Regions from separate parts of the Mus musculus genome. Here all the other regions are linked to region 3. The links are chromatin contacts, called in public HiChIP or PLAC-seq and promoter capture Hi-C maps. All regions are on one chromosome and are shown on one strand. Each heading gives the region's core, a stretch centred on a gene start, on an enhancer-like site or on the middle of the called end of the contact. The rest is flanking DNA. Distances are from core to core; before and after follow the strand shown. Region 1 holds the start of 1700001L05Rik (RIKEN cDNA 1700001L05 gene). Region 2 holds the start of Ttll1 (tubulin tyrosine ligase-like 1). Region 3 holds the start of Septin3 (septin 3). Region 4 holds the start of Mpped1 (metallophosphoesterase domain containing 1). Region 5 overlaps Pacsin2 (protein kinase C and casein kinase substrate in neurons 2). Region 6 holds the start of Pacsin2 (protein kinase C and casein kinase substrate in neurons 2). Region 7 holds the start of Scube1 (signal peptide, CUB domain, EGF-like 1).

What was found. Promoter capture Hi-C pulls out the DNA fragments that hold promoters and counts their contacts. HiChIP or PLAC-seq counts read pairs in DNA pulled down with a chosen protein or histone mark.
Region 1: a contact with region 3 is called in a promoter capture Hi-C map of the SN4741 cell line, with 4 times the contacts expected there. The contact joins the promoter of 1700001L05Rik here to the promoter of Septin3 in region 3. A contact is called at or near these places in 6 of 39 promoter capture datasets (the 3T3-L1 cell line, HPC-7-derived erythroid cells, the SN4741 cell line and 3 more) and 3 of 115 datasets of contacts at active chromatin or transcription factors (embryonic forebrain, embryonic hindbrain and embryonic midbrain).
Region 2: a promoter capture Hi-C map of pre-B cells shows a contact between it and region 3, with 3 times the contacts expected there. The contact joins the promoter of Ttll1 here to the promoter of Septin3 in region 3. A contact is called at or near these places in 15 of 39 promoter capture datasets (the 3T3-L1 cell line, the HPC-7 cell line, HPC-7-derived erythroid cells and 11 more), 8 of 484 Hi-C or Micro-C datasets (B cells, the HPC-7 cell line, cerebellum and 4 more) and 6 of 115 datasets of contacts at active chromatin or transcription factors (embryonic forebrain, embryonic hindbrain, embryonic midbrain and 3 more).
Region 4: a contact with region 3 is called in a promoter capture Hi-C map of hippocampal neurons, with 2.2 times the contacts expected there. The contact joins the promoter of Mpped1 here to the promoter of Septin3 in region 3. A contact is called at or near these places in 5 of 39 promoter capture datasets (the 3T3-L1 cell line, embryonic stem cells, hippocampal neurons and 1 more) and 2 of 115 datasets of contacts at active chromatin or transcription factors (embryonic forebrain and forebrain).
Region 5: a promoter capture Hi-C map of hippocampal neurons shows a contact between it and region 3, with 4 times the contacts expected there. The contact joins the enhancer-like site here to the promoter of Septin3 in region 3. A contact is called at or near these places in 5 of 39 promoter capture datasets (the HPC-7 cell line, cranial neural crest, frontonasal cranial neural crest and 2 more).
Region 6: a promoter capture Hi-C map of embryonic stem cells shows a contact between it and region 3, with 2.7 times the contacts expected there. The contact joins the promoter of Pacsin2 here to the promoter of Septin3 in region 3. A contact is called at or near these places in 5 of 39 promoter capture datasets (cranial neural crest, embryonic stem cells, frontonasal cranial neural crest and 2 more) and 2 of 115 datasets of contacts at active chromatin or transcription factors (astrocytes and embryonic forebrain).
Region 7: a contact with region 3 is called in an H3K4me3 HiChIP or PLAC-seq map of embryonic forebrain, with 5 times the contacts expected there. The contact joins the promoter of Scube1 here to the promoter of Septin3 in region 3. A contact is called at or near these places in 3 of 39 promoter capture datasets (hippocampal neurons, liver and pre-B cells) and 1 of 115 datasets of contacts at active chromatin or transcription factors (embryonic forebrain).

Annotation. Positions count from the first base shown.
Region 1 is chr15:83,365,650-83,368,840 of GRCm38.p6, reverse strand. It overlaps 1700001L05Rik (RIKEN cDNA 1700001L05 gene), which reads left to right and starts at 1,544. Exons shown (of 4, transcript NR_027980.1): 1 at 1,544-1,851.
Region 2 is chr15:83,509,648-83,512,530 of GRCm38.p6, reverse strand. It overlaps Ttll1 (tubulin tyrosine ligase-like 1), which reads left to right and starts at 1,624. Exons shown (of 12, transcript NM_178869.4): 1 at 1,624-1,797.
Region 3 is chr15:82,267,380-82,270,459 of GRCm38.p6, reverse strand. Septin3 (septin 3) reads right to left here and starts at 1,658. Exons shown (of 12, transcript NM_001368785.1): 1 at 1,393-1,658. All of the region lies in intron 2 of Gm52180 (a long non-coding RNA gene), which reads left to right.
Region 4 is chr15:83,778,220-83,781,433 of GRCm38.p6, reverse strand. Mpped1 (metallophosphoesterase domain containing 1) reads right to left here and starts at 1,411. Exons shown (of 7, transcript NM_172610.3): 1 at 1,327-1,411.
Region 5 is chr15:83,415,784-83,418,918 of GRCm38.p6, reverse strand. The region is part of intron 1 of Pacsin2 (protein kinase C and casein kinase substrate in neurons 2); the gene reads left to right. Among named protein-coding and RNA genes, the nearest start is that of Gm41368, 32 kb to the right of the region's middle. Within about 2 kb of position 1,483, at least 101 of the 459 cell types and tissues checked have an H3K27ac peak or open chromatin away from gene starts, as enhancers often do. A contact at or near this core is called in hippocampal neurons, where this site is marked.
Region 6 is chr15:83,463,355-83,466,324 of GRCm38.p6, reverse strand. Pacsin2 (protein kinase C and casein kinase substrate in neurons 2) reads left to right here and starts at 1,719. Exons shown (of 11, transcript NM_001159509.1): 1 at 1,719-1,866.
Region 7 is chr15:83,723,705-83,726,630 of GRCm38.p6, reverse strand. It overlaps Scube1 (signal peptide, CUB domain, EGF-like 1), which reads left to right and starts at 1,592. Exons shown (of 22, transcript NM_022723.3): 1 at 1,592-1,812. The coding sequence starts at 1,725.

The sequences.
Region 1 (3,191 bases), core at 295-2,794, 1.1 Mb before region 3:
CAGCACTCGGGAGGCAGAGGCAGGCAGATTTCTGAGTTCGAGGCCAGCCTGGTCTACAAAGTGAGTTCCAGGACAGCCAGGGCTACACAGAGAAACCCTGTCTTGGAAAAAGAAAGAAAGAAGGAAAGAAAGAAAGAAAGAAAGAAAGAAAGAAAGAAAGAAAGAAAGAAAGAAAGAAAGAAAGAAAGAAGAAAAGAATAGAAAAGAAAAAATAAAAGAGAAGAGAAAAGAAAAGAAAAAAGAAAAGAGTTAACAAAACAGTGCAGAGGCGCAAAGGGCACCCCTGGAGAAGAAAATGCTGAAAGCCAGGGAGCTGGCAAGCAGCCAGCTGAACTTGACTCTCAAACCTCTTCTTCTACAGCTGCACCCTACCTGAGGCCAGGTTCTCCAGCTACCCCACACCCTTCTAAAAGAGGCACCTGCTTGGAGTTTCAGCCTTCCAGCTACCCCACACCCTTCTAAAAGAGGCACCTGCTTGGAGTTTCAGCCTTCCAGTTACTGGTGTCCTGTAAGCTTGGGGTGGAGCCCAGGTGCTAGCTAAGCTCGTGGGGTGCTGGAAAGATGGCTCATTACTTAAGATAGTCTAAGGCTCTTCCAGAGGGTCACCAGCTCCAGGACTCTCAGATGACCACAAGCATATACACAGATATTCATAGTTAATATCTCATTGGACATATCAGCCACATTCCAGAGAAGCCCCCTCCCCCTTGCTCAGGAGTAGCTGTGATTCCTGGGCTTCCAAGTCCCAGGATACCCTTCCATCCGAGCAGAAACACGGTGGTGATGCATGTCTGTCCTTCCAACACTCGGTTTATGGAGGCAGAAGGATCAAAAAGTCAGCTTCATCCTCAACTACATGAGTTCGATGCTAAATTGGATTACATACGACCCCCATCTCTCTCTCTCTCTCTCTCTCCATATATATATATGTGTGTGTGTATGTTTATGTATATGTATATATGATTTTTATTTCCTGTTACTGTGCTTTGCCTGTATTTATGTATATCTGTACCACGAGCCTATAGTGCCTATTGCCTGTGTGTGGAGGCCAGAAGAGGGTGTGAAGTCCCCCTCCAACTGAGGTTGTCAATGTTGACAATCCAACTTTGGGTCCTCTTGAAGAACACTCAGCGCTCTTAATTACTGAGCGGTCTCTCCAGTAACCAAAACCAAAATTTTCTACAAAAAATAATAACAATAATAATAATAATTTTCTACCACAGATTCAGGGTTTGGCTTTAGCGGAGAATAAAACAGGACCAGTGACAGTACAGCGTGAGGGTAAAGTCCTGCTTTGGCCACCCCTTCGCTTTCTGTAGAGGCGCAGGCGCACCTGAGCACTTGGCGTCTGCGCACGTGAGGGCAGTGAGGGCAGTAAGGGCGGGAACAGAACGAGCGGCACGTGGGCGACGAGCAGGAGGCGGGGCTTGAGGGGGCAGGGCCAGAGCGGCCTGCGCGAGAGGCAGAAGAAGAGTGGCTGGGGCGCTGGGTGTGGGCGGGGCTGGGGGGCGGGGCGTTGGGGGCGGAGCTTACTTCCACGCGCTGTGAGCGCGCGCCCACGGCAGTTGGTCTCTGAGGCGGCGGCGGTAACAGTTAATCTCAGGAGGTCCTGCTCGGTCCGGGCGCCATGCCTCTGGATCGTCAGGTGGCCATGGGGAACCTTGGCAATCAGGACATACTGGCCATCTTCTACCGCCTGCGCTTCGTGCTTAGCAACCACATAGAGGCCGCCTGGCGAGCCCGGAACCCGGCAATGGACGTGGGAGGAGGAGGAGAAGGCGCCCGGTTGGTCAACGGTCGTATTCGCCCACGCGGGTTCTGAGTGACTTGGAGCACTGCTCGCCCTCGCCCGTGAGTAACCCGTCACTGGTGCTCCGTACACGTCCAGTACCCTCACGGGTCTCGCCGAGTTGTAGAGACTTCTGTCTCGCCGAGTTGTAGAGACTTCTGTGAAATCGCGCTTTGGGCTGTGGTTCGTGTCCCCCAGGGGTTTTTTGGGGTTTGGTGGCGTCTCCCCAGGAAAAGTTAACAGCACCTCACTTAACTGGCACGCCTGGTCGCGTCCCCCTCTAGCTGTTGAGCTAGTGCCGCACCCTTGTCACTTTTCTCCACAGGACTCTCCGAGGGTCCTCGAATCATGATTATTTAGAAGTGACCCGCTGGCCTTAAACTACCAATCTTCCGGCCTCAGCCTCTCAAGTGCTGGGATTTTTGGTGTGTGCCACCATGCTGTTTCCATGGAGCTTCCCCTTATTTATTTATTTATTTATTTATTTATTTATTTATTTGAGACATTTTGTCTGTGTAACCCTAACTGTCCCGGATCTCACTGTATAGACCAGGCTGGTCTTGGAACTCAAAGCGCTCTGCCTGGCTCTGTGTGCCACCACCACCCAGTTTACCATAGTGCCTTTTATAACCTAATCTTGAAAATTGTATGTTGTCTTTTTTCCACATTTTACTGGTCACATAGACTACCTTGGTAAAAGAGATTGCACAAAAGGTGGAGGATGATTGGGCAAATGGTCAGTGCAGAGAAGAATCATACCCAAGGGTCTGTCCTGTGAGCTACAGCCACTGCCCAGTGCATTGTAAGGGACAGTGTACCCGCTGGGTACCATCCTGGTCAGCATTCATTTATGTGTTAGGTTTCTTACTGAAGGTTTAGAGGCAAGTAGAGTAGGATATAGCTTACAGACCTAAGTTCTCTTCACTGCACATTACATATACAATAGAGTGTTGCTAATACAGTAATTATATTGATAACTCTCCCTAGGCCCCATGAGTAAGCCCTCATCAGTGCAAAGCCACAGCCTCAAACATGCTAAGCAAGTACCTGACCACAGAGGGCTTATATTACAATTTAAAAATTTTTTATTTTAGGTGTGTTAGGTGGTTTGCCTGCATGTATATCTGTGTGCCTGGTGCTCATGGAGGCCAGAAGAGGGCATCACATTCCTTGGAACTGGAGTTTGATGATTGCCACTACTGAGAACCACTACTGAGAACAGCCAGTGTGATTAACAGCTAAACCATCTCCCAGCCCCAATATTATTACAGATATTTGAAGTTCTATAAAATTGGGCTGGAGGGATGACTCAGAAGTTAAGAGCACTGGTTGCTCCAAGCACCAACATGGCAGCTCACAACCGTGTATAACTCCAATTGTAGGGGATCCCTAACCTTCTTCT
Region 2 (2,883 bases), core at 375-2,874, 1.2 Mb before region 3:
CTCCGCTCAGGAACTACACAGCCTGTGTCTCAGGAAAGACACCTGAAATGGCCTCTGGTCCCCACACACACACACACGCACACACAGAGACACAGCAGCTCAGCACACATAAAACATACTGTCTGAGTCGGTCGTGGTGGCTCACGCCTTTAATCCCAGCACTTGGGAGGCAGAGGCAGGCGGATTTCTGAGTTCGAGGCCAGCCTGGTCTACAGAGTAAGTTCCAGGACAGCCAGGGCTACACAGAGAAACCCTGTCTCAAACAAACAAACAAAACAAAACAAAAAACAAACAAACAAAACAAAACATACCGTCTGGACAAATGCTTCAAATCCTTTGGGAGGGCCCCTTGTTGTCACTACATGCCGAATGAAATGTTCACATTACATTACAACTTCAGAAACACGAGTTAATCGTCATCTCTGATTTCTGGATGGCAAAGTGGAGTGTCAGTAGGAGACAATGGCTAACCCTGCCCCGCACCTGCTTGGCCTCCAGATGCCTAGCTCAGTCTGTCATCTTGTATCCTGTCTTTTTTTTTTTTTTTTTTGGACTTAATTTTCATTTTTAAATTTTATTCGTGTGTGTGTGTGTGTGTGTGTGTGTATGTTTAGCCTACACATATTTCAATGCACCATATGCGCAGTTAACAGAAGGTTGTGAGCCACTATGTGGGTGCTGGGTATTGCCCTTCTTTGGAAGAGAAGTCAGTGCTCTTAACTGCCAAGCCATCTCTCCAGTCCTATTTTTATGTTTTTATCATGCGTGTGTGCACGAATGTTTTTTACATGTGTGCAGGGGCCCATGGAGGCCATTGGCTTCCGGTTTCTGATCCCGAGTTGGAGTTACATGCAGGTGGTTGTGGGGAGCCTGGCATGGGTGCTGGGAACTGAACGTGGGTCCTATGCAATAACACAGCACGTTTTTTTAAACCTCTGAGCCAATTTCCAGATTCTTTTTTTTTTTGGTTTGTTGGTTTTTTTTTTTTTGGTTTGTTTTTTGTTTTTGTTTTTCGAGACAGGGTTTCTCTGTGTAGCCCTGGCTGTCCCGGAACTCACTCTGTAGACCAGGCTGGCTTCGAACTCAGAAATCCGCCTGCTTCTGCCTCCCAAGTGCTGGGATTAAAGGCATGCGCCACCACTACCCGGCTTCACTAATTTCTTAATAACATTTATTGTGTGTGGGCGTGGGGAGGGGGTGCGTTCAACATGGCACACGAGTGGAGATCAAAAGACTACTTGTAGGTATCTGTTCTCTCCATCCATCACATATGTAGGTCCCGGGAGTCGAACTGAGCTGATAAGGCTTGGCTGCAAGCACCTTTATCCGCTGGCCCTGGCCCTTACAACTCTCATTTCTGGCCCTGAAGGGTGCGCGGATAGGATACCTTGCGCTTTCTAGCCTCTAAGCGGTGGATAGATAACTCGCAGAAAAATACCGAGGCAGGAAAGAAGGTGTCACAACCATGGACAGAAAAAATAATCAGGAAGCAGTAGCGCCAGCGGTTTTCGCGTTCTCGGTTGCTAGGACACCTCTCCGGAAGTGGAGTGAGCAAGGCGGACTGGTTGCAGTAGAGAGGACGGGCGGGCGGGGTCTTGTGCGCCGTGGGCGTGGCCGCGCGTGGAGATTGCGCACGCGCAGGCGGGCTTGCCCGTGAAGGATCCGGGCGGTTTAGCTTCTGCTACCCAGTCCGTGTCTCCGCTGCTCAACGTCGTTTTCTCTGTTGATATCCTGGGACTTGCCTTGTGCCTTCAACTGCTGTAATTGCATCATTATCTTTCTTACCGGCTATTCTAGGTAGGCTTTCAGTGCATCCACAGCCTGTATTGTTTGAGGTGGCATCTGTTGGGGGAGGTTGGGGGGCGCCGCACCTGTACGGGGAGCTCAAGGCTGCTCTACTTGCTCCTCTGCAAGACTGCACCGACCCGAGATGTTGCCCTCTTTGTTAGGAGGGGGATCTGGGAGTTGTGGTCCTCTGTGGAGCCCGGGCGGGGTGGGGTGGGGGGGGGGTGTTGCAGGGACTGCGTCCTCAACTGGACGCAGGAAGTATAGCCTTGCAAACCAAGTTGGTCTTGGTAAAACAGGCTTTGTTTGGGAAACACTTAATGAGCATAAAACAGTGATGTCATATGGCGGCACAAAAAGAGAAGCCCTGCTGTGCTGTCAATGAATGGGAGATACTAGTAGACAGCCACTTTAGGTCATGGCACTGTCTACCTACAGTGGTGTGGAGAGGAGTGGAGGTCATGGATGTGCAGTATTATATACTATTTTCTTTATTTAAATAGTCTTCATTATTTAATTTTTAATTATGTGTATATGTTTGTGTCTCAGTGCGCGGGGGTGGGGGTGGGGGTGCACGTGAGTGTAAGTGCTGGTGGAAGCCAGAAGAGGGCGTATGGGAGCTCCTTGGAGCTGGAATTATATACAGAAGGTTGTGTGCTGAGTGCTGAGGACCAAACTTATGTCCTCCGCAAGAGCAGGACTGGGTCTTACAGCTGAGCCATCTCTCCAGCCATTTAGGTCTTATTTTCTTAGAGATAGCTTCCCCCCGCCCCTTTCATTGAAAGCTTGTTGGAAAAGAATATAGATACTGGGAATCCTGGTGTCGTCGTGACGTCACTGACCCTGATTTGTAAAAATGTCAAAGTGTGGGAAGCAGGGACCTTGCTTTCTGAGGCTGGACACAGAAGGGTGATGAGACTCTGGTGAGTTCTCATCTTGCTGTTCCTAGGAAGGCTGCCTTGACTCCTGTCTGCGGCTGTGATCACAGCAGAGGTTGAAGCTCTTTGGAGTACTCCAACAAGCAAGTGTTCTGAGCTGCCCATCTTCCCCCGAGTCGCATTCTGCATGTTCCTAGGAAGCCAGGTCTTTATAGGTGAT
Region 3 (3,080 bases), core at 409-2,908:
AAGGTGGTCTCCAGGGTCCCCAGGGGGCTGACTGGTGCTGCCTCTGGGACAAAGTTATCTCCATTACTTTCAACACCACAGGCCAAGACTGGCCGGGGGGGGGGGGGGGAGGGCAGGGGAGAGGCGGGGGAGGTGAGGGCTGCCAGTAGAGAGTGGTATCGCATCCGTCTCTCTGAAGTTTGGAACAGGAGAAGCAGGATGCAAGGGGGCTCTTGTTCTGCCTTAAGGGATGGCTTTAGCCTATCATCTCTGGCCATGTATTTCTCTCAACTGTCCAGCCTCTCTGCCTCTTCTCCATTAGGCATATCCCTGCCGCCCTGACCTCTCTTGCCCACTGTTCCCACCACATGCACCTGGGCACACCGTGTTCACCCTTCGCTTAGCCACAGACCCAAGGACCAGAACTCCTGAGGTCACCTTGTTCTTGTGTCACTAGATCCTTGCCTCCTCAGTGAGCCCCGTGTCCTGTGAACACCTTGGTTCTACCCTCCCCACATACCCACACACACACACACACACACACACACACACAAACAGGCAGGCACACCTACCTGGATCAGAAGACAGAAAAGAAGCCGGTGGTTTTCAGTCAAGGAAGCTGACCTCTTGCAGACCCCACCCACTCCTCTGCACCCAGAGGCTAGCCATGTGGCCGGGCTCAGAGACCTCTCTTCTCTGGGTCCTCTCTTGAGCTTTCACTAAGCCTCCTGATCATAGTCCACTAGCTGAGGGCCCAGTTCTCCCCTGACCTGTCCCTCTCGCTGGACTGGGCTCCGGGCAGGGAGGCTCTGGCCTCTTGAGAGTGGGTGGCAGTGAATGGCTGCTCTGAGTCTCTGGAATCCTACAGAGCTATGGGCGTCAGCCAGCTGAGCTGCCCTATACGCGCAGAGCCACCTAGGGAGGGGATGGCACATAACCCATGTGTCCTTGTCTCCAAGACTGGACCCTTGAGAAGTGTCACCAGTAAGAGAGAACTGAGCTACTCCAACGGTGATGTCCCTGTTTGTCTCATGCCCTCCCACTTTCCCTCTGCAACCACCTAAGACTTTGCTGACCCCAGGGCCATCTGTGTCCATGCTCCTGCGGTTGTGCTTCATGTTGGGATTTCTGTGTATACAACTGTACCCTTCAAATCCATTCTCTGAGACCCATCCTGCTTCAGACAGATCCTCTGCTAAGTAAGACTCGGGGTATGAAGCTAGCCAGCCCCGGGCCAGACCTCAAAGAAATCCACAGACCTACCCCAGCTGTCTCTGGTGAGGCAGATCCTCAGCAGCCTGTGGCCACTGGGCTAAGAACCTTTTCCTGGGTTCCCCAGCACCAGGCTGCTCTGTCACATGATAGTATGAGAAGGACCGTGGTGGGAAGAGACGCCATTGGCTGGGTACTTACTCTGTGCCAGGGACTGAGCCAGGCTGGAGAAACTCAGAGTCTTCTGCCAAAGCCAGGCCCGTAAGCAGATGGGCACAGCATCTCAGCCACAGAGTGCAGGCCACAGACGTGCCCTAAACACTCACTCTGAGCCAGGAGCCAAGCCCAACGTTCTCTTGGCATGTCCTCGACCCATCATCTTGCCACTTCCTTTCTGCCATACCCCACAACACTGGGGGCTCTGGCCTGCTTTCCTGTGAGCTGCTCGCCTTGGCGAGTGAGCTTCTGGCCGGCCAATAGAACTTTCTGTGATAATGGAAATGTTCTATGTGTCCACTGTCCAATAAAATAGCCACCAGCCACAGGCGGCTCCCGAGCACTTACCACTATTCTATGATGACCAAGGACCTGGATTTTTTTTTTCAATTTTATTTCATTTGAATGTCCATCTACCATATTGGACAGCAAAGTCCTGAAAGACGCAGATCTTATCCTTCTCTGGGTCCCAGGGCCTAACAAGAATCACTCAGCATGTTTCTCACAGTGACTGAATGATGAACGTGTGGGCCCAGGATCCTCTTCTCTTCTCATCCCATTCTCATCCCTCTGAGCCTTAGGTTGCCATAGCTGGCTATGCCCTGGTTACCAGGCAACCTGCAAGCAATCACAGTGGAGGGGGAGGGGCGCTGTCTGAGTTCTTTCCCCTCCCTACATGTTTTGAGGCCCTGAGAAAAGAAAGAGGTGGCAAAATCAGCCTGGACACCCTGGGGAGCCGGCTCTGTAGGGCCTACACTGCCTTATTACCTCCTGGAGATCAAGCAGCTGGGTGGGGCTGAAGTCAGGGGCCCTGGGTTCTCCTTGCCTGACCACTCATTATAAGACTCCTGTCCAATAGGCCAGGAGGTGGTGGCACACACTTTTAATCCCAGCACTAGGAGGTAGAGGCCGGTATCAGTAAGTTCCAGAACAGCCAGGGCTTTACACAGAAATCCTGTCCCGGAAAAAAACAAGCAAACAAAAAAACCAAACCTAACAACAATAACAAAACCCTCCTAGTTCTCAGCTGTCTTCTCAGTTAGAGATTAGATGCCCTGAAGTGATTTCTTCCAGCCTGAAGATCTAGAATCCACCCCGCCTCCCTCCTTTCAGAGCAAGACCCGCGTCCCATCCATCTCTGTCTTTCGCCTGCTGGTCTGCCTCCTTTCCCTCCAGGGTTGACTGACCATCTCTGAGCAAACCTCTTGTCATTTTTTCTATCTGCAGCCGCTGTAGCCGAGACATTTGTACTCAGCGTCATGTATATAGGTATAGAATACAGTCCTATACATCGAGTACTTACTGAGAATAATTCAAAGGAATTGATCCATTTTGCCTGGGGATTGGTATAGTGACAGAGCTCCCGGCTGACGTGCATAAAACTCTGAGTTCAGTCCCCAGAGCCACAGAAACAACAAAACAGAATAACACCAAATAGATAACATTAATTTGAAAAAAAGAAATTTATTTTAAAATAATTCTTTGGTACACGTAAAAGTTTACCATTTGTTAAAGACAAAGGCAAATTTGCATATTAATGAGGTAGAGATGTTCGTTTGTTTTTATGAAACTAAATCTTAGCTGTTTCAGTGGGTTTTTTCCTAGAACTGATGGATATTTTGATTGTATCATTGGCAATGCTCAGACTGCCATTTTGCATAAATTAAAATAAT
Region 4 (3,214 bases), core at 162-2,661, 1.5 Mb before region 3:
TGACCACCAGCTCCAAAGCCTGGTGTTCTCCTCTGCCTGGGTACCCTACCCAGATGGTCTCCTAATGCCTTGGCTTCTAGCTGAGATGGAGCAGTCACCCCAAAGCCTGTCCAGACTCCCCCCAAGGCATTTTTAGTCATGTGCCAAATACTACTGAAGTTGTTTTAATTTTCCTTTGGCCAAGGCTAGTTGGGGTGTTAATATGGTTAGTGACTGATCCCCACCCCCAACACCCCCCTAATGTAGCTGATCCCTGCTAGCAAGTCTGCCACAACCATTCATAAACCGGCAAGGAGCCCAACCATTCAATGGTGCCTCACTTTTGTTCGCCGGGTTTAATTTTATAATTGTTAACAGTTCGTTCTCCTCCCAGCCATTCAGGGGAAGAAGTGGGGGGGGGGAGGGCTGCAATTCTGAAAGGATGCTGAAGGAGAGGGGACAGTCCAGTAGTGAGGAGGAGACAATCCTGCCAGACTAGCTGGACATCCAGGTCCAATGTGCTCTGTGTCCTGACCTCAATGAACCACTGAGCCTGGGCCCAGAGGGTCAAGAGAGGATGGAGTCTCCAACCCCTAAGACTGGCCTCCTAGTCTCTTTCACATAACATCACTCCTCTGCCCCTGCCTAAACCCAGGAAGGCTGTGTTTGAATTCTCTCTCCCGTAGCATGTCCCAAAATAAACACACAGAGGCACCTTTCGGCTTGGGCACTCCATGAAATACTGTCCTGAAGGACTGGGTGCTGTCTGATTAGTCACTGAAGCCTCTGAGGGGGCACAGCAGAGAGCAGTAAGTGTGTTGAATGAGTGAAGGAAGGATGATGGATTGATAGATGGGTGGATGAATGGACGACACATGGGTGTTAGTGAAGTTCCCGGCAATACCCAGCAAAAGTAGCCACTTGACCAGCATCCGTCCCCTTCTCACCCCTCACCTCCAAGTGTCAGCAGAGGCTGGCAGCACACAGTAGGCTCTCCACAACAGGAGGTGGCTATTGTTACCACCCCCATCATCACTTGCACCCCACCAGCCCTCTCCTCCCACCGGCTACTCCAACAGCAGTCAGCGGCAGTCGACCAGCCTGGGAAAAGTTTCGCTGACCGCGCGGCCCCGGCCGAGCCCCCTCCCGCCAGCCCCGGCCCCGCTGGCTGCGCAGCGGCGGTAGCCGACCCGGGGCCGCGCGCCCGGGGCAAGGCAGAGGCGGCCAAAGTAACTTTACGGGCGCCGCGGGGCCCCCCGGGTGCGGGGACAGGGTCCCAGCCGCGCCCCCTCCGGCCCGCCGCCCGCGCCCAGCCCCGCTCGCACTCCCGGCCCGGCCGGGTCCTACCTGGCCCCGGGCTCCTCTTCGGCGGCCGCGAGCAGCAGCGCGCGCGGAGGGCGGCGGGGGCCCGGCTCCCGCGAGGGCGGCGCGCAGGGGCGGGGGCCTCTGCGCCGCGCGGCCGAGGCTGCGAGTGGGAGCCAGACTCCTCCTTCGCGGGGCGGGGGGCTCCCCGCGCCCCCTCCCCCTCCCCCGCCCGGCTCCGCGCCGCCCCGGCCCCGCGCGCCGCCGCGCCGCTCCGCCCGCGCGCCCGGGCCCCGCAGGAGCGCGATCGCGGCCTCGGGCCCCGGCCCCGCGCGCCCTCCCGCCCGGGTCCCGGCCGCCCCGGCCGCGCCTGGGGCCTCGGCGCCCTCCCGGGCCGGGAGCCCGCATCCCGCCGCTCAGGGGCCGCCCCGCGCCCTCTCCACGCAGCCCCTAGCCCCGGCCGCCGAGCGCCTGGAGAGGGGAGCGGGGCGGGGCGCCCTCACCTCCGGAGCCGCGCGCCGCGCTAGGCACCGCGTGCAGGGGCATGCGTGGCTCCTTCTCGGTGCCCGGGCACCCGCTCCGCGGTTAGGACCCCAACCTGGGGCCACCGGGGTCTCTGTCCATAGAGAGATGCGGACACCTCCCCCTCCCTCAACTGGATCAGGCCAGGGTCCTCTTGTTGAGCCCCTTCTGACTCCCGGTCTCCCAGCCTGGTCTCCTGGGTGGCCCACAGTGGCCTCACCTAGAAACCCAGTACGGGCAGGTAAGCCAGTCTGGAAGGCAGAGGACCTAGTGCTAGGTTTCCAGGAGGCCCTGTCCCGGGAGGCAGAGAGAATGAGACATAGAGGTCTCTCCAGTGCAAAGTTTGAGAGGCCAAAGACCCCCGACCCCTGACCAGGATAAAAAGGAGTCCACAGGGCCTAGCTCTGTCCTGGGCCTCTCCCCACAATGGAACTTAGGAGGGAAGTCCACCCAACATCCCTTAACCAGTATTTGTGGGTTCTACTTGCTTATCACAGAGCCTACCATCTCTCTCAGATGATTAGGGTCAGACCCGCAAGGGCACCTCAGTTGGCACTTGGGGCTTGGGTTGCTCTGAAGGAGAACCCAGTCTTGTGAGAGAGGCAGAGGGAGATATGGCACGTGTGGGAAGAGGGGACAGCCACCTGGGGTGGCTTCCTGAAAGTGGAGATGCTACATGGGGTAAGATCATGCCCAGGCTGGGGAAAAAAACCCTTCTAGATAGAGGCTGGTACAGGCCAGGGTCCTGGGCAGGGTGGGATGCTGAGGCTCTGTGGAGCTAGAAGAAAAAGAAATGGAGGTAAGGTTCTTGGGCGCTTGGCTAAGCCCATGGAGTTTGCTAGGGTGTTAGGGAGCCGTTGAAGGTTATGGCCAGGCCTTGCTATGACCAAGCTTGTGCTTTGAGAGAACTCATTCCAGCATCCCAGACAGGGAGTAGGTCTGGTTAGGAAGAGGCTAAGGAGGAGAAACTGATGGTGCAGAGCTCTCTCCCAGTGGGACCCCATAACTCACCCTGTAGACCCTTCCCTCCTAAGACTACAACACCACTTTGTGCTTCAGAGAACATCCCTGCCTACCTGAGAGACAAGGCTGCAGCTCAGGACATCAGCAGGCTCTCCCTGCTGCCTGCCAAGAACAATGGCACAGCTGGGCATGGCCTTTAGGGGACAAGAGCAGAGACAGAAGACATTCTTGTGACTGTTGTCCCCCCAAAGGCTGGATTTCTCCCAGAGCTCAGTTCCCAGAATACCATCTCTTACTGTGCATCTATTGAGCACCCACTGTATGCCTGGCACTCAGCCTGTTTGGAACCAAGTGTGAGCTTGCCACCAAGAACCCGTCATCACCTGCATCACCTCAGACCCAGGCACTCAGCTTGAACACACCCTGCCTTAGGTAACCTCCACTCCTC
Region 5 (3,135 bases), core at 234-2,733, 1.1 Mb before region 3:
GCCTGAAGGACCTGGCAGAGCAGGACCATTAGTGTTTCTGCACTCTCTACTTGGTGTGAGCCTTGGCACATAGCACAGTCTGGCAGAAGGAGCTTTGCTGAGGCCCTCTGAAGCCTGCTGCACAGAGAGCAGCAGCTGTCCTGTGATGCCTGCTTTTCCTGTAAGAATCAGGAAAAGGAAGGTCATGTCTGTCATTGGCAGTGGTTCCAAAGGTGTGAGGCTTTAGCAAGTACTTTGTGCTTCAAGCTTTCCTTTTGGGCTTCAGAACCATCTTCATTTTCACTGTCAACCTCGATATTCTCTAATCATGTCTGCTCCTTTCTGACAGGAAACAGTTTAGAAACTAATCTTCCCAGAGCTATCTCAATTATTTGCCTGGTTTCAAAATCACTATTCTGTTCAGTTTAAATGCCATCAGTTCTTAGTGTTGATGTGAGACAAGCATTTAGCAAAATGAAGTAATTTATTTTCTGCATGTGTATGGATTGAGGTAGGTGAACTGAGTGAGGAGGCTGCTGCGTGGGTGTGGCTTTGTTTTGAAGGTGTTGGGAAGGTTGAAGAAGTGCAGGATTGCCTGAGATGAGCCAGACACGCCTATGTGACTGGTCTCTAAGGGGTGCTGGACCTTCTTGTTGCTTGGTTCTGCGGATTGAGGGGGTGTCTTGCCTTGGGATGGCTCTTCATGCTGGCATGGCTCCCACCTTCACTAGGATGGTAGAGAAGGGATTGACCCTCACACCAGGCCTTGCAGGGTGAATCAGAGTTGACCATAAAGAGCAGTCTGGGACAGCAGTGTGTCACCTTGGTGGTTGGTTGTTCACATAGGCTGAGGCCACTAAGGGTTTTCTGTCATTGAGAGCAGTTAGTGTGAAGATGAAGGATGCGTGCATGGCCAAGAAGCGGTCATTCTGGCAGCGAGCACATGAGTGAGAGCCTTCAAGGTCTCACCTTGTGGCTGAGTCTGGGCTGTCTGTCAGATGCGCTGCCGTGGGTATCAGTGTCACACACTCAGCCCTGGTTCTGCTTTAGAATTTCTTCTTTGTTGAAGTACTTTGCATGAATGTTCGTCTCTGTACTCCTAACTCTAAACATGTAAGATCTTACTCATCTAGTAAAATTAGAGCTCAGGGCTTCTCTTTACCCTGTCTTGTTTCCCGGCTAGGGAAAAAGCCTGGGAGACGAGTCTGTTAAGGAGCGTTGTCCTCTCAGCAGCGAGGACAGTGAGTCACTGCAGCTCTTTGCTGGTATTTTGGTGCCAGTTTATTTTTGAACAGTTCTGTGCAAGCAGAGTCTCCTCGTGGTTCTGTTACTAAGGCTCCATAATATTTCCGTAGGGCTTTGTGCTCATGCTTGCATATGCTTCTGACTGCTCTGTGTGGGCTGAGTCCCCTGGTCAGGGTCGGCAGCACTGTTTCTCCAGCTGCAACAGCAATTTTCTCTCAGTGGGAAGAGTCTGTTGTTGCAGCACTTACAAATGTTGGGAAGGAGCTGGTCTGGGACAGATGCTGCAGCGGCTCAGGGATGGTAGACCTCCAGTCCCTCCTCCGACTTGAGCCCTTGCTCCAGCTTTCCTGGTTGAGGGCACAGGCAGGCAGGTTGGCTTGGGAGATGTTGGTGCTGTGTGCCTAGCAGGCCCTTGGTTCTTGAGAACCTAAAACATGAGCCATTTTTTTTCTCTTGTACTTTGTTTAGAAACAACCTCACATTGTAGTCCAGGCTGACCTGGAACTCATCACTTAGTAGCTGAGGCTAGACTTGAGCTTGTAAGCACTTGTAGAAATCTTCCCCCGCCTCTTGAGTGTTGGATTGCTGGTATGAGCCACAATGCCTGTTTTAGTTATTCTTGTTAGCCATTTATCTTTGGACTTAATCAAGGTCTTAAAGAGCCTGTGTGCTAATCCTGGCATTCTGACCACATTTACTTTGCTTTCTGGTCCATGAATTAGGGGCTTTTCTATAAGGTTCTTTTCTGCACTCCAGCTTTTTTTTTTTTTTTTTTTACATTGGAAAAGATGTCAAATTATCTTTATTTGTAGATGATAAGATAATAAGATAAGAACATAAGTGTTCTTTCTTTTCATAAAGGAAATACTACTATAAGTTAAATCAGATATTGACCCTCATACACTAATAGCAGAATGCTTAAATACCCCACTCTTGACAATAAATAGGTCATCCAGACACAAACCCAAAATACTAGAGCTAACTGATATACCTAACATATATTTACAGAATATTTTACTTAAACACAAAAGAATATACCTTTCTCTCAGTACCTGACTAAACTTTCTCCCAAACTGACTACATACTCAGGTATAAAGCAAGTTTCAGTAAACATAAGAAAATTAAATAATGTCCTGCATCTTATCTAGCCACCGTGGACCAATATTAGATATCACCAATAACAGAAAGCTTACAAGTTCATAGAAACTGAACAAAGTTCTACTGAATGTAAAATTGGTCAAGACAGAAATTACGAAAGAAATGAATACACAACATACCTAAAGTCATGGGACATAAAGAACATTGTTCTAAGTACTAAGTGGCAAATTAAAAAAAGGGGGGGGGTGTCTCATACTAGTAACTTCAAAGCACACCTCAGAGCTTTAGAAAAAAAAGTATCACACTGCAAATGAGCAGATCAAAATAAATAAGCCTAGGACTGAGATCAGCAAAATAGAAACAATAAGAAAACATATTTAAAGAAAACATGTGTCAAGATTTGACAATTAGTAAGATCGACAAAATTTTTTTTTTTTTAAAGATTTATTTATTTATTATATGTAAGTACACTGTAGCTGTCTTCAGACACTCCAGAAGAGGGAGTCAGATCTTGTTACGGATGGTTGTGAGCCACCATGTGGTTGCTGGGATTTGAACTCTGGACCTTCGGAAGAGCAGTCGGGTGCTCTAACCCACTGAGCCATCTCACCAGCCCGACAAAATTTTTTTAAAGTTAATTAAAAGCTGAACAGAGATCTAAATTAACAACATTAGAATTAAATAGGGGGGTTAACAGCAGAGACCAAAGAAATCCAGAAGAATCAAGGACAGACTTAAAAACCTGTACTCTGCCAAATTGAAAAAATGTAAAAGAAATAGATAACTGTCTTCATAATATGACTTATCAAAGTT
Region 6 (2,970 bases), core at 470-2,969, 1.2 Mb before region 3:
TGTTGAGACAGAGTCTGGATATGTAGCCTTGGCTGTCCTGAATCTCACTATGCAAACCAGGCTGGACTTGAACTCACAGAGCTCTGCCAGCCTCTGCCTCCTGAGAGCTGGGATTAAAGGCATGTACCACCATGCCTGGCTATCTCTACTTCTAGACATTGGAATTACTGAGATGATTTTTTTTTTCTTGAAGGAGTCACAGACATCATTGTTAAAAGGGTATTTTACAGGCAATACAGCTAGCCTCTGGGTAATTAAATAAATACATAAATAAATACATATTGAAAATGTTGGTCACTGTAAGGATATGAGTGGGGGAGGTTATTTTATATTTTCTGGGTGGGGGAGGGGCAAGGTCTCATATAGCTTAGGCTGACCTGAACTCTCTATGCAGTTGAGGATGACTGTGAATTCCTGATCTTTCTGCCTCTACCTCCTAAATGCTGAGATTACAGGCAGGTACCACTATGTCCAGCCTGAAAACTGGACTTCCTGTGTAGCTGGGGATGACCTTGAACTCCTGACCCTCCTGTTCTACCTTCCAAGTGCTACCTACTACATCTGCCTTTTCTGTTTTGTTTTGTTTGCAGGGAGGTTGAGGCAGGGTCTTACTATATATTCCAGGCTGACCTTACCTTTTTTTCTTTCTTTCTTCCAATTACTCGGTTGCGTAGGCTGCCTGGAGCTCTCAGCCATTCTCCTGTATCCGCCTCTTGAGTACTGGGATTACAGACACTAGCCACTGTCTGCCACCATTTACTCTTTACTCCATACAGTTCCCAGAAAGTTACCTGCTGTCAGTTTCTCAGACCCTCACCCACGCATCGCTTACTGTCCTCCTGGCCGGGACTGTGTGAGGTAGTGCTCAGCGAGGTATTAGCCGTTTTGGCTCATTATTTCTCTTTGCTCATAGGGCCAACCTCCTATCTGGCAGCGCTATGTGAGAAGCAGAAAGTCTGTATATTGTCTGGTGCTCTGATGGCCATATCGGCATCCTCTGGAGGGAAGTCTCTCCACCCCACTTCCTCTTCTTTTTTGTGTTTTTGGTTAGCCTGTAACACACTATGTAGACCACAGTGGCCATGAACGCAGAGATCCACCTGCCTCTGCCTCCTGAGTGCTGGGATTAAACGCGTGCGCCACCATCCCTGGCTTGGAGGAAACTTTCTTTAAAAAAAAAAAAAAATTGTGTGTATGAGTGTTAGCATGTCTGTACCTCGTGCGTGCCTGGTACCAACAAAGGCCAGAAGAGGGCGTCAGACAGATAACCCTCCAACTGGAATTTCAGATCAGGGTAAGCCTCTACGTACTAGGTACTTGGAATGGAATCCGGGTCCTCTAGAAAAGTAGCAATTTCTCCAGATCCGAGGAAACTTTCTCAAAGTCCACCTTATCTGAATTATAGATCAGGGACCGCAGTTGTTCTGGGTGCTAGGGAAACCACAAAACTCTGGCCCACTTTAAAAAAAAGTCCTTTAGTCCCGGTCCTTTGGGCGTCTCCCAGGGAGTGACCCGTGTTGGCCTCTCAGCGGCTTAAGTAGTAGCTCCTCGTTTGACTGACAGGAAAGGCCGCTAATGCTAGCCCAAGGTAGTTCCTTTAGCTTCTGGGGGGGCGTGCCGCCTCCGCTTTAGACTATCCAATCTGGAGCGCCGCTGGGCCGAAGGGCGGGGTCTGGATGCAGGCAACCAATAGGGCGAGCACAGCGGGCGCGGCGGGGGCGGCGCGGTCGCGGCTGGCGGCAGAAGCGGCTGCGGCGGGTCTGGGCAGGGCCGGGGAGCTCGGTTGGAGCGGAACGGGAAGGGGTCGGAGTCGCAGCCCGGCCGGGGCGGCGTGCTCAGTGGGACCCGAGGCGAACGGCGGCCGAGGTGAGGGGTGCGCCGCGACGGTTGGGACACGGGTCGGTGGCCGCGCCTACCCCTGTCAGGCCGCGCTGGGGCCGAGCGCGCGGGGCCGCGCCGCTCGAAACTTCTAGTCCGCGCGCGGGGGGCCACGCGCCGGCGGGCGGAGCCCGGGAGGCCCGAAGGGCGGCCGGAGCGGACGAGTCCCACGCGGACGCACTCATGGGGCGCTTTGCAGACTCTTGCCTTCCATTTCCGTCCTCCCCACACTCTGTGACCGCCGTGGTGAGAGCCAAGCCTGACCGGTGAACACGAACTAGGGGTGTGAGGCGAGACAGGAAAGGCTGCATGCTGTCCTTTTTGACTTTCATAGTTTTCGAGACTCAGTGGATCCGAATCGTCAATTCCCTCCTACCTCCCGTGGGGGCTCTAGAGCCGCGTTCTCTTCTCTTCCCAAAGACCCCAGGCTTGCGGACCCCCTCTGAGAAGGTCCACTTTTCTTTTTTTCCAGGAGTGGATCCAGAGGAGCTGGCTAGGGATCTCAAGGCCTTAGAGGTTAGACCTGGAAGTAGACACGCCCCAGGGGTGCTGCGTTCTTGTTGGCCCCTTGAGGGAAGATAGTTTTGGTCCGGGCTGTGTGCACCATCCCTGGCCCTTGTCGGCTTCCCTTGACCGCAGCTGTCCTTAGGTTTAGTGATGAAGGGGGAGTAGGTTGCTGACAGTCTCCAGGGCTACTCATTAGCGGTTTAGCAAAAACACTTCTGCACTGTCCTGATGTAAATCTATTTAATCCCGAGTTGTGGACGTGAGCTCACACCTTCCTACCCCCTGCAGGTTTTCCACTTTGCTTAAGTTCTGGTCTTGCACCTCTGGGATTGTCAGCTTGGAGCCCCTGGTGAAGGGATCAGCCAGGTGAACTGGGTTCTGTGTTAGCCTCCCTCTTCCGTCCCTGGGCGCTCAGATTCACTTTTCCACAGAAGTCCGGATTTGAGAGTTAGCGTAGTTGGGGGTTCTCCTGACTTTCCTGGAACACTCTAGTCTGTGCATTTACACTGAACTGTAGAGTTTGGCAGTCTCCTTGGTGAAGCTATGCTACTTTAGCCGTGAGGCCACTACATGAAAAACTTGTGT
Region 7 (2,926 bases), core at 343-2,842, 1.5 Mb before region 3:
ACCCTCGTTTCTTTTGCACGCTTAAAGAGTGTTAGTTCATCAGCAAACCTGACCTTCAAGTCACTGAAGATAAAGGTTACTGCAGATAAAATTTCCATATTAGCAAAAGAGTCCCCGGGGACTCACGGGAATCCCAAGCCTCCATCCCCCCTGAATATGAGTGGGGATGAGAGCCCCTGAGGAAGAGACATGAAAAACATTGTGCTAAGAAGTCAGAGTTCCTCTCCCAAACTCCCTCACTCCCCCCCCCCCACACACACACAACACATCTCACAAATCGATTGGTTGCACAGGCGAAGAAAAAAATCTCAAAGCCCTACAGCTGAGAGAAGACAAAATAAGGCGTGGTAACAAGGTCCCCCAAATTAAACTACATGGCCAGGAGCAACCAGGGAAAGAAAATGCATGCAGTGGCCAGGGTAGGAGCCTATGGGGACACAGTAGAGGCCAGAGTTCCACGTTTTCCTCCTTGATTCCATCTGCATAACGTGGAAATGGATCCCTTGCCTTAGTCTCCAAACCATTGCCCTAAGCCCACGGGAAGTCTGGCTAGCAGCAGGAGCCGAGACACATGACTTTAACCTTCTGGGGCCTTGGAGGTGGCTGCAAAAGTGTGTGCTGGGGGCAGGGAGGAAGAAAGAGCCAGCGTGGATGGGAACCGCTGGGCGCAACACTGCACAGGCAGAGTGGACAAAAAGCTAAAACTCTAGTCTTTGAATCTGGAGAGCAGGAGAAAACAGGAGCTCTTATTGGTGGTTGTCAAGGAGATGGGCCTTGGGGTTTGCTGAACTTCTTCAGTGTCCTGCCTCCCTCCGGAGCTGAGAGAGGCCATTGAGTGCCCGCCAGGCCTCAAGGCCGAGGGGTCAGGTGTAGACCCCGAGCTGGGGGAGGATCTGGGCTAGGGAGACCGCGACGCCACGGTTCTCCCGCCTCGCTGGGCCTGTCACCCGAGGATCTGGGCTTCGCAGAGCAACAAGAGCCTGGGTAGAGAGAGGTCACTCAATCCGGCCTGGTCGCGCGTCCATTCACTGGGAGAACGGTTCTAGGCGCGACACGCGCCTGTCCAAGACAAACACTCCTATAACCATTGTCCTTCGGGGCAGTACTGAAAAGTTCCTTTGATTTTGTACGCAAATTCTGAAGCTATCGTCCAGAGCTTTCACTGCTGACTAGTGTGTGGCTGTCCCCAGCGGCACTTGGCATCCAGTAGCGGCTCAATAAATTCCTATGTATTGGCTGCGTGCTCTTAGCATCTTCTTCACCATCCCTGGGTGCCTCTGGGCCTTTCTTCACCTCTACTCCCCCAACAGAGTGTGTGCATATCTGAAGGGAAACAGACACCCTGGACCTCGGGGATCAGCACACAAAGAGGGACTGGGGAAGAGCAGCCTGCGGCCCAGTCCAGGCCCCGGGTGACACCCTGTACCGCGACCCCAGCTCTCTCGGCTCCCACCCCCCACCTGCCGCCGGCCCCGGGAGAGGAGGCGGGCCCAGACGCCCGCAGGCCACGCCACCCGACGCCCACTGGACGGCCTCCCGCGGAGCTCCGCCCCCCACGGCCGCGGGCCAATGAGCGCGCGGCTGTCAGCTTGTCCTGCGCGCCGGCTATGTGGCTGGGAGCCGGAGCGGTAGCGGAGCTCGCTGCAGACAGGAGCGCTCGCGGAGCGGTCGCTCCGAGCGTCCCGTGCCCCGCACGCCAGCACCCGGCGCGGCCCGCAGCGAGCATGGGCGCGGCGGCCGTGCGCTGGCACTTGTACCTACTGCTCGCTCTGGGAGCGCGCGGGCGGCTGGTGGGGGGCAGCGGGCTGCCAGGTAAGCGCGAGGACCCAGGGGGATGAGGGCGCGCGGGGTCCTACAGGCTGCCACCCCGCGCCGTCGGAGGCCGCCCAGCGCCGGATCCTGCCTCCTTGCAAAGTAACTTCTGCGATCGCCCGGGGCGCCCGGGGCCGGCGGGGGCGGGGTGGACTGAGGCCCCGGGAGGGGAAGCGGGAGGCCAGAGGAAGAAAGGAAGCGCGACGGCCGCCTGCGGGGCCCGGCATGCGTACGGAGACGGGCGGGGACCCCCGAACCGAGAGCGGCGCTCCCCCGGGGCCAAGGACTGGGCAGCTGCCGCGTAGGAGATACCCGGAGGTGGTCAGAAAGGACGCGCTGAGACTGGAGGGAAGGTGGGAAGATAGAGGGACAGACGGACAGGAGCCGAGGCGTAGTGGGAACAGACAAAAGGGCCCAGGAAGAAGCCCTCAGAAAGACAGCCGCGGGAGGGAAGAGGGGAGAGGAGGCAAGGGAGGGGAGCGAGGAGGCAGTGGACAGCGGAATGGAGAAAGGCAGATCAAAGGACAGAGAGGAGGAGACAGATGGACACCAGACAGAGAGACGGGAGGACTCGGAGGGGCGTCGCCGAGGGAGGGGGCCGAGTGAGAGAGGAAGGATGGAGATGTCTGGGAAGAGATGGACAGATGGACTGTCAGACAGGAGGGGGAGAAAAGACGGACAGACGTAGGGAAGGAGGTGGATGAGAACACGAATAACAGAACAGACATCAGAGAGAGGGGGCCGGAGGCACAGGCACAGCCTTTGGTCCAGGCAGAAGGAACTGCTAGGTGGGGGTGTCCCTCCGTGATCTGAGTTTCCCGGAAGGGGCTTCCGGGCAAAGCTGCACACCGAGTCTCTCTTTTCACATTCTTCCTTGTTCTCCTTGGAGAGGGCGAGGAGGTTCCTGCCTGTCTTGCTCTCCGGAGAGTCCCACAGAGATCCAGTGCTAGGGAGTTTATGCTAGTCCATGCTACTCCATTGGCGCTGAGTTTTCTTCCATGCGCCCATTCCAGAAGCTGGGTCCTGTTGAGGATACTAGACAGTCCGTGGGCATTTCTCCCAGGTGTTGGGGGTCCTCACTTTTGTGGGACTATCCTGTGTACCTCTCCCTTCC